5 separate regions of the Mus musculus genome follow, and regions 1, 2, 4 and 5 are each linked to region 3. A link is a contact called in public promoter capture Hi-C data. All regions are on one chromosome and are shown on one strand. The core of a region is the stretch at or near the end of the contact, and the rest is flanking DNA. Distances in the headings are between cores, read along the strand shown.

Region 1 (2,700 bases), core at 76-2,575, 1.5 Mb before region 3:
AGAGGATGAGTGAATGGGGGGTAGGGGCTGGGAGGAGAAGAAACTGTGGTCAAGATGTAAAGTATATTAATCAATTAATTGATTAATTTAAAAAGATAAAATCTTATGTAGTCCAGGCTGGTTATGAAATTCTGATATTCATGCCTCTACTTCTCAAGAGCTAGGATGGTAAGTGCTACCACACCCAGCTCAGACAGACCATTTTGTAATTCCAGTAGACCAAAACAAAGACAAACTCAGTAATCAGGTATGAATACAAAAATCAATCAAGAAGAACATTTTGCCAACTACAAAAATCACTAAGTACTTTCCCCATCTCTTCTAACGTGAGGGCTTTTTTTCACTAATCATAGATTAATCCTCACTTGATTCTTTTTATGCAAGAAGCATTAAAAACTTGATAATTACTCTCATCTCCTGATAGCATCTACTTACTTGAGCAGTCCCTTCAGTCACCTGAGTGGATCACCTGACGCCCCAGCTGAGCATTCTTTCAAACAGTGGGGCTTTGCAGTTCCCTGTGGTTACAAACACAGGTGTTTTTTTGTTGTTTTGTTTTTTAACTACAAGCGCATACTCCGAGGCCTTCCTAAATGGCAGCTGTATCTCCCCAGGGAAAATAGATGATACATCCAGAATTGTCTAGCAAAGACTCCATAAACAAGGAGTCATGTACCATATAAGGAAGCTTTAGTCAAAAAAGGACACATAATTAATAGTCCCAGATGATTATATCGCCTAGGACGTTGTAGTGTCTTTACTTATATGGTATGAAGTTCGTCAACAAGTTAATTACCTACTCTACACATTTCTCAACATAGCCCCTTTATTGAGCTAGTTAAGACTATTTCGAAGCTTCCTGACAGACTGTAGCTTGCTGGGCTGTTTCTCCTCAGAGGACGGCTTCGTTCCTCGGTCTAACTATGGAAAACCAGGGAAGAATCTTCTGAAGTAAAAAGCTAGAAGGTTAAACTTCTCACGAAGTGAAACGCTTCTACTGAGGTGCATTCCTCGAATACTAGACCGATTCTAGGGGAAAGCGTGAACTCAGCTCCACGGGTTCATATTAGGGTTTCCACTAAGTTAAACCTGAAAAATGGCCCCAAATTCACTTTACAAGCAACACAGCACTTTTCGAACCTCTTAGGTAACCAGCAGCACAAGAACCCGAACATCCTGACATGTTTAAAACAGTCGTGCACGCCCTCGAAACTCCCGAAGCGCACAAGCGCCGGTCTTTTCTAGCCAAACTACAAGTCCCAGTATGCCCGGCGCCGGGGAGTCGCCGAATAACTCGCGCCACGAGAAGCACGTAAGGTTGGCTTTACTGTACGCCTGCGCTTTGGCGAGCTCTGCGCAGGCGCACTTCCAACGTTTGAGAGGAGGGCGGGGTGTCGCTCCCTTTCGCTGATGCAAGAGCCTAGTGCGGTGCTGTGAGAAGTATCGGTGGGAGCTACGCTGACTCCGGGCCGTGAAGCCGACCGGTTTGACTTTTCATCCCTGCCGAACCCGCTCGAACTACAGCCATGTCCGGGGACGAGGTGAGAGGCTGAGCTGGAGTTAGGGCTAAGGACTGAGGCAGGAAGCCGAACCCACACCTGTGTGAGAAGCCGGGCCTGCGGCCTAGCTGTAGCCGGCCGCCATGTGGAGCAGCCCGGCCTAGGCGTCCCGGAGCTGTGGAGCCGGCGAGGACTCTGGATCCTCAGACTTGGTCTCCCTCGGCTCTCCTCAGGGCGGCGGCGAGGCCTGTCTCCCACGGTGATCGGCGTTTCGGAATGGAGAGCGTGTTGAGCCGTCCTCTCGGAAAGGGGTTGAATGCCGAGTTAGTTTGCCCGGCCGCCCCGGCATTCCTTTCCTCACACACATAGCCGCCTCGGCTCTCACGGCTGAGGGGTCAGGGTGCCCTGCGAGGCCCCTCTCGGTTCCGGTGGAGCACCGAGGTTAAAACTTTGTAGGCTGCCTTTTCCGGGCGGATATCTCGCTCCCGTTTCCCGCTCGAGGCCTTATTTCTTAAGACAGGAACCCAAAGAGCCAGAGGAGAAGATATTTTAAGTCTCAGGAAGTGACCACCTTTCGAGAAAAGTTTTCGGGCCCGAGTCCCAAAGTTTCCTTTACAGGCGAGGTGAGCAGGAAGGTCCGGCTGTGAAACTGACTGGGTTTGGATCTCAGAATTTTTCAAGCCCCGTCCCCCGTTTTATTGTGTCTTTTTTTTTTCTTTTAAATCTTTTTGGGTTTTGCCTTTTCCAGATTTATCCTAGTTCACATACCATTAAATGACTTTAAAGAAAAAAGAGTGGTCTTGGCTTAGATATTGCTTAGCATTGGGCCTAGAAGCCTAATCCTAGCCCCAAGGAAGTACTTTACGAAGAATTTGTGACTTACTTGACTTACAGGCCTAGGGGAGGGGTAAGAGGAATAGTTGAAGGTTCTGTGCAGAGTTGGCTTTTGAATGGGCTCTAGAAATGATCAGAATTTTCTCAACCAATGAGAAAACTGATCACAAGGCGTTTATGGTCAAGAAGGGAGAAAGTGCATAGAAAGTGAAGTATTCACTAGTTTGGTTGAAGTAGATGCTGGTTAGTTTATGGAGGACTTAGGTAACTACATTAAGGAATTAGAGATTTGTTTCATGGGAACTAGTTCTAGTTTAAGTTGGTTTCCAGGGTTCAGTAAAATAAATTCCTGTAAGTCCATTTTAGA
Region 2 (2,700 bases), core at 170-2,669, 1.0 Mb before region 3:
ACTCATTCTATGCTTGTAGATTTTTGAACTGTCCACCTGCAGTTTGTGCTTCAACCAAATGTTTTACACTTAAATGTCTCACACTTTAAAACTAATATTTATGGTGAAGCTTGGAAAAAACACTTATGCTACATAGGGTGGTTCTGACCCCAGGGCTCCGATCTGGCTGAATCCTGTTCTCAGCATTTTCTTGAGTGTAGGGACTATGGGTTCGGTCTGGGGGAGAAGAGGTATTTTGGCTAGAGTCAACAGGGAAGGGAGAATGGCTGAGAGGGCCAGGGCAGGAATGTGACAGGAGTAGGGTAAGGAGGTAGTGAGGAACAATTAGGCTGTTCAGGGCCATCTGGGAGATCCAGGAAAGACGAGGCCGTTCAGAGCTAGCCACAGAAACCACTGGTTAGCCTCTTTTCTATTTTTTTTTACATTTATTCTATTCCATCTGTCTGTCTGCCTGTCTGTCTGTCTATCCATCATCTACGAAATTTTACTATGTAGCTCTTTCTGGCTTCGAATTAGCCTGCCTTTGCCTCCTGAGAACACCGAAGTGTGCTACAGCGTCCTGAGACGTCTGTGTGTGTGTGTGTGTGTGTGTGTGTGAGAGAGAGAGAGAGAGAGAGAGAGAGAGAGAGAGAGATGTTGCATGTCCCATGGCCTATCTGTGAAGTTCAGAGGGCTTGTGGGAGCCAGTTCTCCCTTCACCTTGTGGGTTCTGGGGATTAGACCCCAGGTCGTCAAACAGCAAGTGTCCTACATGCTGAGCCATCTCACCAGCCCCATGGTGGCCCTTTTCTTAAAGGGTCTGGTGAGGAGAGGGAAGGAAAGTACATATGGCAGGAGGGAGCTAACGGGTGACAGGCTTGAGGAGAAGTCAGAGCTCCTATTTTCCAGGGGGCAGAACACCCCTAAGAATCCCTTACTCTCTTGGGGCAAGGGCAGATACAGACTCTGAGACTGCCCACCTGTTTGTTTGTTTGTTTGTTTTTCTAATTAAAAAAGATTTATTATGCATAATAGTACAGTGTCGCGGTCTTCAGACACACCAGAAGAGGGCATCCATCGGATCCCTTTACAGATGGTTGTGAGCCACCATGTGGTTGCTGGGAATTGAACTCCAGACCTCTGGAAGAGCACTCAGTGCTCTTAACCGCTGAACCATCTCTCCAGCCCGCCTACCTGGTTTTAAGCTTTACTTAACTTTTTTTTTTGGGGTGGGGTGGGGTGGGGGTGGGGGGCGGTATTAGCATTTAAAGAAGTAGTAGGTCTCACGGCTTTATTTTTCAAAGCCAGGGTCCTGGGACTCGAAGCCGGCAGGAAACACTACCATTAGAACACCGCGGGCGAAAGTCACGGCGGAACAGAAGTTGCACGCCTAGGCGCGCAGCGGAGGACTCCTGAGAAGGGAACCCACGCAGATCGACAGTTTCCGGTTTCGGACGCGGACCTTGCAGTTGTGGGAGGTGAGAGGCTTGAGATTGAGTTTAGTGTCCTGCGGGTGACCCGCGGTGGCGCAGGGCGGGCTCGCACCGTCCAGGAAAAGCCAGAAGCGCTAGGAGAAGGTATCACTGGGCAGTGTTAGGCCTTGAGTAGGACCGCTGCGAGTGTAGCTCAGCCCCGCTGCCGGCTCTTGGCCAAGTCACAGCGTCCTTCTAAGCCCTAGTATTTGCCCTGTGAAGCAGAGATGGGGTCTGATAGACCTCGGAGAGGGGCTACGGGGCTCACGCAGTTGCCGCCGCCACGCCTAGCACTCACACGCTTGGATGTGGTAGGTGGTTCCGCGCTGTGCTGTGCAAAAACTTGAAGCTTTTGATCCTTCCACCAGGTTCGTCAGAAAGGACCGTTCCCCACCCCAACACTCATACATGAAGACGCGCCCAGAACCCGGCCAAGGTCCATGCTTTGAAATGAAGTGTGGGCTGCTAGTGAATGATTGTGAGCCACCACTTGGTTGCTGGGAATTGAACTCAGGCTCTGGAAAAGCAGTCAGTGCTCTTAACCACTGAGCCACTGCTCTAAGTCCCCCCCTCCCCCAATCTAAGTTTTTAATGTGTAATTCTTATAACATCTGGCAAGGGGTAAGGTCCTATTGTACTTTTTTTTTTTTTTTTTCCAAAATGGATATGACATTTGTAGTCCAGAGGTGGAAATTTGACTTGTAAAAACGTGGTCACACAACAATTAAAGGGCAGAAGTAGATGATTTGAAAGCTCACACCTGGGCTGTTAAGATGGTTCACATACCATAATATGCATAAAAATAAAAATGTGAAAAAAATTAAAACTCAAACCAAAAGTCTCCTCTCCGACAAGAGAGTAGGTTGGTGTTTTTTTTTTTAATTACATTTTATTTATTTGGTTTTTGTTCCTGTGCTCATGCACATGAATGTGCCATACATAGTGTATGTGTAGAGATAGAAGAATCTATGGAAAAGAATTCTTTCTACTGTGTGGCTTTCAGGGAGTCAGGCTTGGTGGCAGGTGCCTTCATCCACTAAGCCATGTCACTGAGCCGCCTTTATTTATTTTCACCTGTAAATTAGAGATATAATATATTTTAAGAGCCCTCACTGTTGTCCAGGCAGTCCTGGGCTCAAATGATCTTCCTGCCTTAGCCTCCCAGGTTACTGGGAATATAGGTTTACCATGTTTAGATTAAGGTAAACTATCATAAAACGTACCTTAAGGGAGGTGGTGGTGCACACCT
Region 3 (2,700 bases), core at 186-2,685:
GCTTGGGAAACAGAAAAGCCACAAATCCTCTGGGCAGGTAGCGAGCTCAAAAACCTATTTACTTTTTTTTTTTTTTAACTAAACCCTCAGAAGGGAAGCCTCAAACAGATACACATTCTTGGCAAAGTGTATTCTGCTCCTCTGCAAACTGCCTACCCCCCATTGTAGTCACAGGGCTCAGTGTGATTTAAATATTCGAGGGTCACCGGCATAACAATCGCTTAAGCAGCTGCCTAAAGTACTGTTTCTCAGAGGAATCTCGAGTTCAGTGTGTTTAAAATGAGCCCTAGTGCCAATGTTTGAAACAAAGTCCCCAGGTATGCTCCCACCGGGCACTCTAGTAGTTTGAGAACCACTACTCAGGGTTCACATCGGTCCTTAGCGACTGCTTTCCGACACACACCTGGTTTAAATTGCCAACGCTCTAAATGCTTCTCGCGTCCTTGAAACCAGGGGCACTTTTCCCACCCCTACGGTGTCTTAGTGACCCACACACCTCTGCCCACGAAGAAGTCCGGGGAAGCACTTCCGACCTTTCCCGGAAACCTAACTCCCCGCAGAAGAATAAACGGGCGCTTTCCCCGGGACCCCCCGCTGCTGCTGCCAACGTGGGGGGAGGGGAGACTGGCGCCCGGGCGCTCGGAGGGGGGAGGAGCCGCTTGCCAGCTCGCCCCTCCGCAGGAATTCAAGGGGTGGGGGGATGCAGAGAAAAGGCGTCCCAGCCTCCTCGGGCCCGGGACCTCGGGAGCTCCACACCCGGGCGGCCCCGCCCCCTGCTGCGGTGGGCAGGGCCTCGCCCCTCCCCCGCCCGGGGAGCCGCGCGGAGCCCACCCCCTACGCCCCCCGCCGCGGCCCCCCGGGCAGCTCGGCTCACCAGGCGCGCGGCCTCGGCCCACGTGCGCTCCTTCTTCCTCTTCTGTTTGTCCTTCATCCTCCTCCTCCGCGGCGGCGGTGGCGGCTCCACGCGGGTCCTTCGGGCGGGGCGGACTGGGGCGGTGGCGGCGCGGGGCTGGGGCGGAGGCGGCGGCAGCGGCGGGGGGCGCGTGGCGGCGGCGGCGCGTGCGAGGGCTCGGGTGCGGCCGGAGAGGGCGGGCGCACCGGGACTGGCTAGAGCGAGACCCCGGCGCGAGGGTGGCGCTGGGGGGAGGGGCGGCGGCGGCTCCACGCGCCCGCGCTGCGTCAGTCGCCCACGGTGGCAGCGGCAGCGGCAGCCCCGCGATGGCTAAGGAATGCGGCGGCTCCGCATAACCACGGGGTCAGAGGTCACGGCTCCGGCCTCCGCGTTCCCGCGCTGCTGGGAAACCCAAGAGCGAACTAGTGGCGGGCGGGCCCGGATGGCGAGACGCGGCTTTCCTTTCGACGCTCGGATGCGTGCGTGTCTGCCGTGGGTATGTGTGTGTATGTGTGTGCCCGCGTGTGTGTGAGAGAGAAGAGTGAGGAGGGGGAGTGTGGGTTTTTTTTTTTTTTTTTTGAACAAAAACAAACCGAAAGGGTGGCTGGGATTTGTAGTCCTCACTGGCTTCCTGGCCTACCCCTCTCCGGAAGAAAATGGCTGCCTCAAGTGCTTGGACCACATTTCCCGGAGTGCCCCGGGCTCCTGTTTTCCGCCCACTTTCTTCCGTACCCCGCTGCGCTCCAAGCACGGTAAAGAAGGGGGCGGGAAGTCGGTCAGAAAAAGATGGGGCGGGGTCTCGCGAGGTTCGGGAACTAGCGGAGGCCTGAGGGTTTCTGGGAGGTGGTGCTGGGAAGGGGCGGTGGCTGGACTCCCCCCTGGCCGCGCGCGCGGTTAACCCGTTCAAAGCTTTTTTTTGATTCTGGTGGCGGGTCCAGTGCGGTTTCGGATCTGGAGTTGGTAGTCTGCTACCCTGCTTCCACTGCACCATCCCCCACCGCATACACAGTTCTCTTCTGGACTTCTGGTGGGTGACAAAAAGCAGGACTTTTCTTTTTGGCCCACCCTTAAATGAGTCAACTGGCGCATAGTAATAAGCAAAGAGACACTCATATCAGTAAAACGGTTATTGCACGATTGACCGACTTAGGTGATTAACCCATTTCCTCTTGTAATACCTCTGTGTGTTTGCAGAGAATGCACCTGCAGTTTCCAGCAGCGTTGCCGCCAGGTGAATTTGATGATCCGATAGTAGGTAAACACTGAAGGTCCATCCACAGAAATCTAAATGCACCTGAGTGTATATTTAGACGCAGTTGCCCGGAGAGAGGTCAAGTCCTAATGTCAGCCAACCTAGATTTAGAATCCTAGTTGTGACTCCTTGACTACTCCTAACCCCGCTGAGCCTGTTTGATCAATGTTAGCATAGTATCCCACAACCTTGATGGGGTACAAATTAGCATGAAGTATCTAGAAGATGGGAGAGAATGTGGAAGATCCTGATATTAGGCTCATGTAATTTGGCTTCTGCTGTAGAATAAATGAGAGCTGTTATTACTACACAGTGGGCAATGGAGCCTCTGTTCCTTGATTGCAGTGACAGGATGATAAGGTTTGAAGCACCCAGAACATTATTTTTCTGTGTTTGTTGGCCCAAAGTACAGAAACATCTCTACAGTCTTGAACTGGATTGATGGCCAGGTTTTACAGTTTTTGAAAGGTTTATGTGGGTAAAAAAACACCCTGTACTCTTGTGGTGTTAGTACACAGGCAGCCAGTGCTGAGACGAAGAAATCACCCAGCAGTCC
Region 4 (2,700 bases), core at 125-2,624, 1.1 Mb before region 3:
GCTTTTATTCATTTTTTTGTTTTATTTTTAGGGTTTTGTTGTTGTTTTTGTTATTTTGTTTTGTTTGGGGCAGGGTGCCACAATGTAACCCTGGCTGGCCTGTATAGATCAGGCTGACCTCAAACTCAGCCTCCAACGTGCCTCAAATACCTGTTTTTAGACTGTCACCTGGCATAGACAAAGAAATATCCACAAAGCACGAGTCCCTCTCTTAAACTCAAATTCAGAATCTAGTCTGTCAAGTTTGTTGCCATAGTCTCTGGACTTAGAGTGATAATTTGTATTTAGATGATTTAATAAATATTAAATGAATCGAATGCAAATTGCCTGGTGCTCAAGTAATGTTGGCTATTACTGCTATTTTAATGACAATTAAATTTTTATTGTTCTTATTAAACGATGCCATCCCTCCTCCAAGGATCTTACAATTCTAGGAAGAACGTCTGTAAATGGGATAGCGAAATGGAGGTAAGAATAAAAACACAACTGAGTCACATAGTAGGACTAGTCAAAGACAATATTAAACAAACTAACAAAACACAACCAGACGCCAACTTCGGACTTTTCCGAGGAACACACATAACAAACTGTGATTACGATAGTGAGTTTTCACACTTGAGTATGATGTGCAACTGTGTGTTCAGGGGATTTTACTGGATTCACTAAACCCTACTACAGAGCATTCAGAGTACGTTCCTCACAACCCATTTTTCAGATCGAGCAACTGAGACTTTTGGAGCGCCAAGGTCACAGCCTACTCGCGAGGGAGCCAGGACATGAACCCAAAGCAGTCCGACCCCAGAGCCTACATTCAACAGGGCCCTCCGGAATATCAGCCCGGCATCCTCCAACATCTACCACTCGTCGCTCCAATTCCGGCGTGTTTCCCGGGACCGGACTTTCAGCCCCGATGCCGCGAAAACAAAACAATACTTCTCTCGCGGACAGTCCATAGGGCGCCCGCCAGGCCTGAGCTCCAAGGCCGCTCCACACAGTCCTGCTCAGCACCCGGAGCCGCGAGCCCCACAGGAAGCGCCGGGATAGCCCCGAGGGCCCCGGAAGGCCGGGGAGCCGCATGACCTTGGATCCAGTGCCCCAATCCCGGCCTCAGTTTCCCTGCCCAGGCCTCCCGCCGGGGGGCCTCTGCAAAGCCTCCCGCCTATGGAGCAGCAGGCCCCTCAACACACACCCCTCAGCCGTCCGCCTTCCCGCCCCACTTACGTTGGAAGGCGGCCGCTCCAGGGACGCCCACCATCGCGGAGCGCAGTCTGTCGCGAGCGCCGCTCGCTTCGACCCTCTGCCTGAGCCCTCCGCAGGCGCAGGCCGGGACCTGCACCCGCCGAACTCGCCCGCACCAGCGCCGCCGCCGCCGCTGCCGCCGCCGCCGTTAGGCCGCGCGCCGCCCCGCCCCCAGACAGCCCCGGCACGCCCCCGCCGCGCGCTCCCGCGCGCAGACCAACGCACGCGGAAGACGGGCCCGAGGGCGCTCACGCGAAGCACCGCCTCCTGACCTGGCCCGCCCCTTCCGCGCCAGGCTGCGTCCTATCCTGGAGCGGCCTGCACTTCGACCCGCCTCCCGCGCGCTATGCGTGGCCGCAGGGAGCCGCCCTTCTCCGAGCTCCAGACTTCCGGATGTGGCCTGGGCGGCAACCTAGGAACGGGGGCGGAGTCCCGGGGCGGGGCTTCGGGGAGGGACGTTTCAGGTGCAGGCCTTGTAACGCTTTGACGGTTGTATTGGGTGTTAAAATTGTTCTTTCCTCCTTTTACTTATTTGTTTTTACATTGACTTATTGCATATGTGTGCGTGTATATGTTTGAGGGAGTCCAACGCATGTATGTGAATGTCAGAGAACAAGTCGGGAGCAGGCTCTCCTTTCACCCTGTGGATCCAGCAGGTCAAATTTCGGGCATCAAGTTTGTTTGACAGCAAGCATCTTTGCCAAATTAGCTATCTCGCAGATTTCTACATCTTTTGCGGCTATAGGAATCTAAATGTTTAAAACAACTAGCTGTCATTACTGATTTCTGTATCAGATCAAGGGGCTTTGTGGGGTTTGTCTGTGTTTGTGAGGAGGGGCACGTGTATGTGCAGGGGTTTTTTTGTTGTTGGTGGTGGTTTTTTGACACAGTCTCACTTGTAGCTCTAGCTGTCCTGGAACTCACAGATAATCTATCTACCTAACTCTACCTCCCAAGTGCTTGGGACTAAAGGCCTGAACTACCAGGCCTGGTTAAGTGCAGGTTTATTTTGGTTTGTTGAAACAATGTCATAATGTACATTTGGCTATTCTGAACTCACTGACCTACACCAGGTTAGCCTTGAACCTTAAGCTATACTTCTAAGTCTATCTCCCAAAGCTGTGTCTATAACACCAGCAGGCCTCACAAAAAGTTGTTTCTGAAAAGGGCCTATTTTGTATGTCTAGCTGGGCTGGAACACACAGTGTAGCCACAAAAGCCTGGAACTCTCACACATCCTCCTCCCGTGGCCTCCCAAGTGCTGGGATTGTAAGCAAGAGTCACTAGCCTGTCTTCAACAGCTGCTTTTATACACTCTGCAATTAACCATCTCAGTACCAAATACAGTTTCTCCCCTTTTCTACACATTCGCTAGAGTCTCTCCCACTGGGTTGTCCACCTATTTCTGTTAGCAAACTCAAAACATAAATCCTCCGAGCAACCCAAGAAAGTACTCTGATC
Region 5 (2,700 bases), core at 104-2,603, 1.8 Mb before region 3:
CCTGAACTCACACATACAAAGTATATTCACTGTTCAAAAGAAAATTTCAATCTTTTTTAAACCTGCAAAATTAAGCCTTAGGTAACCCTGTGATACACAAGGCTGAATCTCAAACTTGCCCCCAAAAGACTTTATTTCAGATGAGAACCAAGCCCTCTGCCAATCCTGGGAGTGAACATACACAGCCTTTACCTACTTTCTTAAGATAAGGATACAGGAGAACCACCCACTTAAGAGAATGATGATGGGTGGCTAGATGGTGTTCTGTCAACTGTGAAGAAGAAAACCTCCCTCTTCTCCCCACTGCCCCCTTTAGAACAAGTTCACTGCAGCTTAAAGAGGAACAGAAGTCTCAACAGGATTAGGATTCTAACACAGCCAAGAAAACAAGCGAGTGGGGAACTGTGAATTTGGGGTACTTTGCAAGTCACCTGGTCACATCTCTAACTTTAGGCCCAATGCCTACTTCGGGTGCACTGACCCTTATATATTTTTTTTCTCTCTTGAAGTTGCAGCCGGGAACTATGTCTCAAAACTCAAGTCTTCTATTTAAAAGTCCTGCCCTCATTGGGCTTCCACCTTTCAAATGCGCTCACCTCTACTTTTTTCTTTGCTCAAGAAAAGTACGCTCTCGGTAGAAAGGGCTGTGACAGCTCCACGTCTGCAAAAGTCGGTGGCGCCGGCCTGGGCCGGGACCACCATGAGTGGGGACAATGGAGGGAGGAGGGAAGTACAAGACAGAAGGGGAAGCAGTCACTGGGGAAGGTCCTCTGCGAGTGGGAGCTTGGAAAAGTCTCGGGGGGAGCCTGCCAGGTGGCAGGTGGGCCCGGCCGCCGCCCCTCAAAGGGCCACGTCGCGCGGGCGGGCCGCTGCCACCGGGCCCCGCGCGTAGGCCGGGCCGCGGGAGAGGAACCCCCGGGCGCGGCAGCGGGGCGCGGGGCTGGACCCTGCCCACGTCCGCCGCGGCTCGGCTCTCTCCCAACTTGGGGCTCGCGGGCCTACAGGCTCCGGACGCCTAGGCCAAGCACTAGCAGTTCGGCTCGACCTGCTGACCCACCCGCCACTCGGCTCGGGCCACCAGCCGGCTCTCCGGGCGCCCCCCACGGACACCGGCTGCGGGAAGAGCAGCCCCGGCTCTAGGTCCAGACTCGAGCGCCACACTCCTCTACCCTTCGCATTCCCCATGCCTTTTCATCCAAACTCCCTCCAAGCCACAGAAATGACCCCAGTCTGCCTGCGCGTGTTTACCGGGACTCGGGGCGGCGACGACTCCTCAGTCCCTCCGCTAAGATGGCAGCCGGTCCCGAGCCCCGACTACAGCGACTAGAGCTACTTCACACCTAGTGCGCAGGCGCGGCCTCCTCGGCGCAGTCCGGACTACAGGCCCCAGCAGGCCTTGCGCGCCAGCCTCCTAAATCATTTTTCCTCACCTCCAGGTGAAGTGGACACTAAGCCTTGCTCTCTACATCTCCAAGGCTTTTTTCTTTTCTTCCTTCCTTTCTCCTTTCCTTTCTCCCTTCTTTCCTTTCTTCTTTCGTTCCTTCCTTTTGACCCCTTCTTCCCCGCCAGGACCTCTAAAGACTGTTACCAAATGCTAGCGTGTCTCAGAATCACTTGAACAGCTTTTAAAAACAGACTGCTGAGCTCCACCGCCAGTTTCTGACTCAGTAGATCTGGGATGGAATAGGGGTTGCTTTATAATCTGCATTTTTATCAAGTTCTCTCCTGATACTCCTAACAGCAGGAATCACAATTTATGAAGCACTGTGCCGGTTCTATCCTTCTGGAGTTACACTGTTTGGGTTCAAATTCTCCTTTCTCCACCTTTTGACAGGAAGTTCTTAGGAGGGTGACAGCTTGACAGCGCCAAGGCGGCATGAGTTATAAAAACTGAAAAGCATACTTCTAAACGTTTACAACAAAACTATGTGAAAGATGCCATTGGTTACCTTTTCAGATGCTTAAATTAAACTTCTTAACCCAGGCAAAACACATCTAATCCTACCGAATTAATAGGCTGTGCAGTGGTAATAATAGAGGCACGTGATAATTAGCAAACTTTGCTATTATTGTTTATCCTGTTTCCTCGTAAGGAAACTATCTAGAAAGTCACTTAAACTTTTCGAAATACCTTTGAAACTACCATATTATGAATTATGTGCTGAGTTTATTAAACAAAAAAGATTCTGAGTTGGGAGGATGGTTCAGTGGGTAAAGGCTCTTGCCATGCAAGCACAAGGATGTTTGAAACCCCAGCATTCATATAAAAGCTGGCACCAACGGACCCCTAACAGTGGTGGGCAGACATAGGAGCTCCCTAGTCAACGCCCTAGACCACACAGCAAGCTTCAGGTTCCATTAGAAGACAGAGACAAATGGATCTCTGTGGGTTCAAGGCTAGCCATGTCCAAATATCTTGAGAGTTCTAGACCAACCGAGGTTACGTGGTGAAACCCTGGGTTTGGGTTTTTGGGATTTTGTTTTTGTTTTTTAGTTTTGGTTTGGTGTGTTTAAGTATTTAAAAGTTCTTCTGCACTTCCAGCCAATGTTTGCCACATTAGGGATTAAGCTGTAAGAGTTGGCTCAAGATGTAACTCACTAGTAGATACTTACATAGCATTGATGAGGCCCAAGATTTTATCCCCAATATTGAGAGAGTGGTGTGCTCTAGGAGAATCTGGGTTGGTTTCTTGTTTCGTT

Evidence for each region. Promoter capture Hi-C pulls out the DNA fragments that hold promoters and counts their contacts.
Region 1: a promoter capture Hi-C map of pre-B cells shows a contact between it and region 3, with 3 times the contacts expected there. The contact joins the promoter of Eif2s2 here to the promoter of Asxl1 in region 3. A contact is called at or near these places in 2 of 39 promoter capture datasets (the C10 cell line and pre-B cells).
Region 2: a promoter capture Hi-C map of hippocampal neurons shows a contact between it and region 3, with 2.7 times the contacts expected there. The contact joins the promoter of Cdk5rap1 here to the promoter of Asxl1 in region 3. A contact is called at or near these places in 2 of 39 promoter capture datasets (cranial neural crest and hippocampal neurons).
Region 4: a contact with region 3 is called in a promoter capture Hi-C map of liver, with 2.1 times the contacts expected there. The contact joins the promoter of Cbfa2t2 here to the promoter of Asxl1 in region 3.
Region 5: a contact with region 3 is called in a promoter capture Hi-C map of pre-B cells, with 3 times the contacts expected there. The contact joins the promoter of Itch here to the promoter of Asxl1 in region 3. A contact is called at or near these places in 1 of 39 promoter capture datasets (pre-B cells) and 1 of 9 other capture datasets (adipose tissue).

The regions. Positions count from the first base shown.
Region 1 is chr2:154,891,531-154,894,230 of GRCm38.p6, reverse strand. It overlaps Eif2s2 (eukaryotic translation initiation factor 2, subunit 2 (beta)), which reads left to right and starts at 1,325. Exons shown (of 9, transcript NM_026030.2): 1 at 1,325-1,541. The coding sequence starts at 1,527.
Region 2 is chr2:154,371,438-154,374,137 of GRCm38.p6, reverse strand. Cdk5rap1 (CDK5 regulatory subunit associated protein 1) reads left to right here and starts at 1,419. Exons shown (of 14, transcript NM_025876.2): 1 at 1,419-1,457.
Region 3 is chr2:153,344,565-153,347,264 of GRCm38.p6, reverse strand. Asxl1 (additional sex combs like 1) reads right to left here and starts at 1,435. Exons shown (of 13, transcript NM_001039939.2): 1 at 875-1,435. The coding sequence starts at 931. 2500004C02Rik (RIKEN cDNA 2500004C02 gene) reads left to right here and starts at 1,455. Exons shown (of 2, transcript NR_040318.1): 1 at 1,455-1,644.
Region 4 is chr2:154,435,158-154,437,857 of GRCm38.p6, reverse strand. It overlaps Cbfa2t2 (CBFA2/RUNX1 translocation partner 2), which reads right to left and starts at 1,374. Exons shown (of 11, transcript NM_172860.2): 1 at 1,222-1,374. The coding sequence starts at 1,255.
Region 5 is chr2:155,132,134-155,134,833 of GRCm38.p6, reverse strand. It overlaps Itch (itchy, E3 ubiquitin protein ligase), which reads right to left and starts at 1,353. Exons shown (of 25, transcript NM_008395.3): 1 at 1,249-1,353.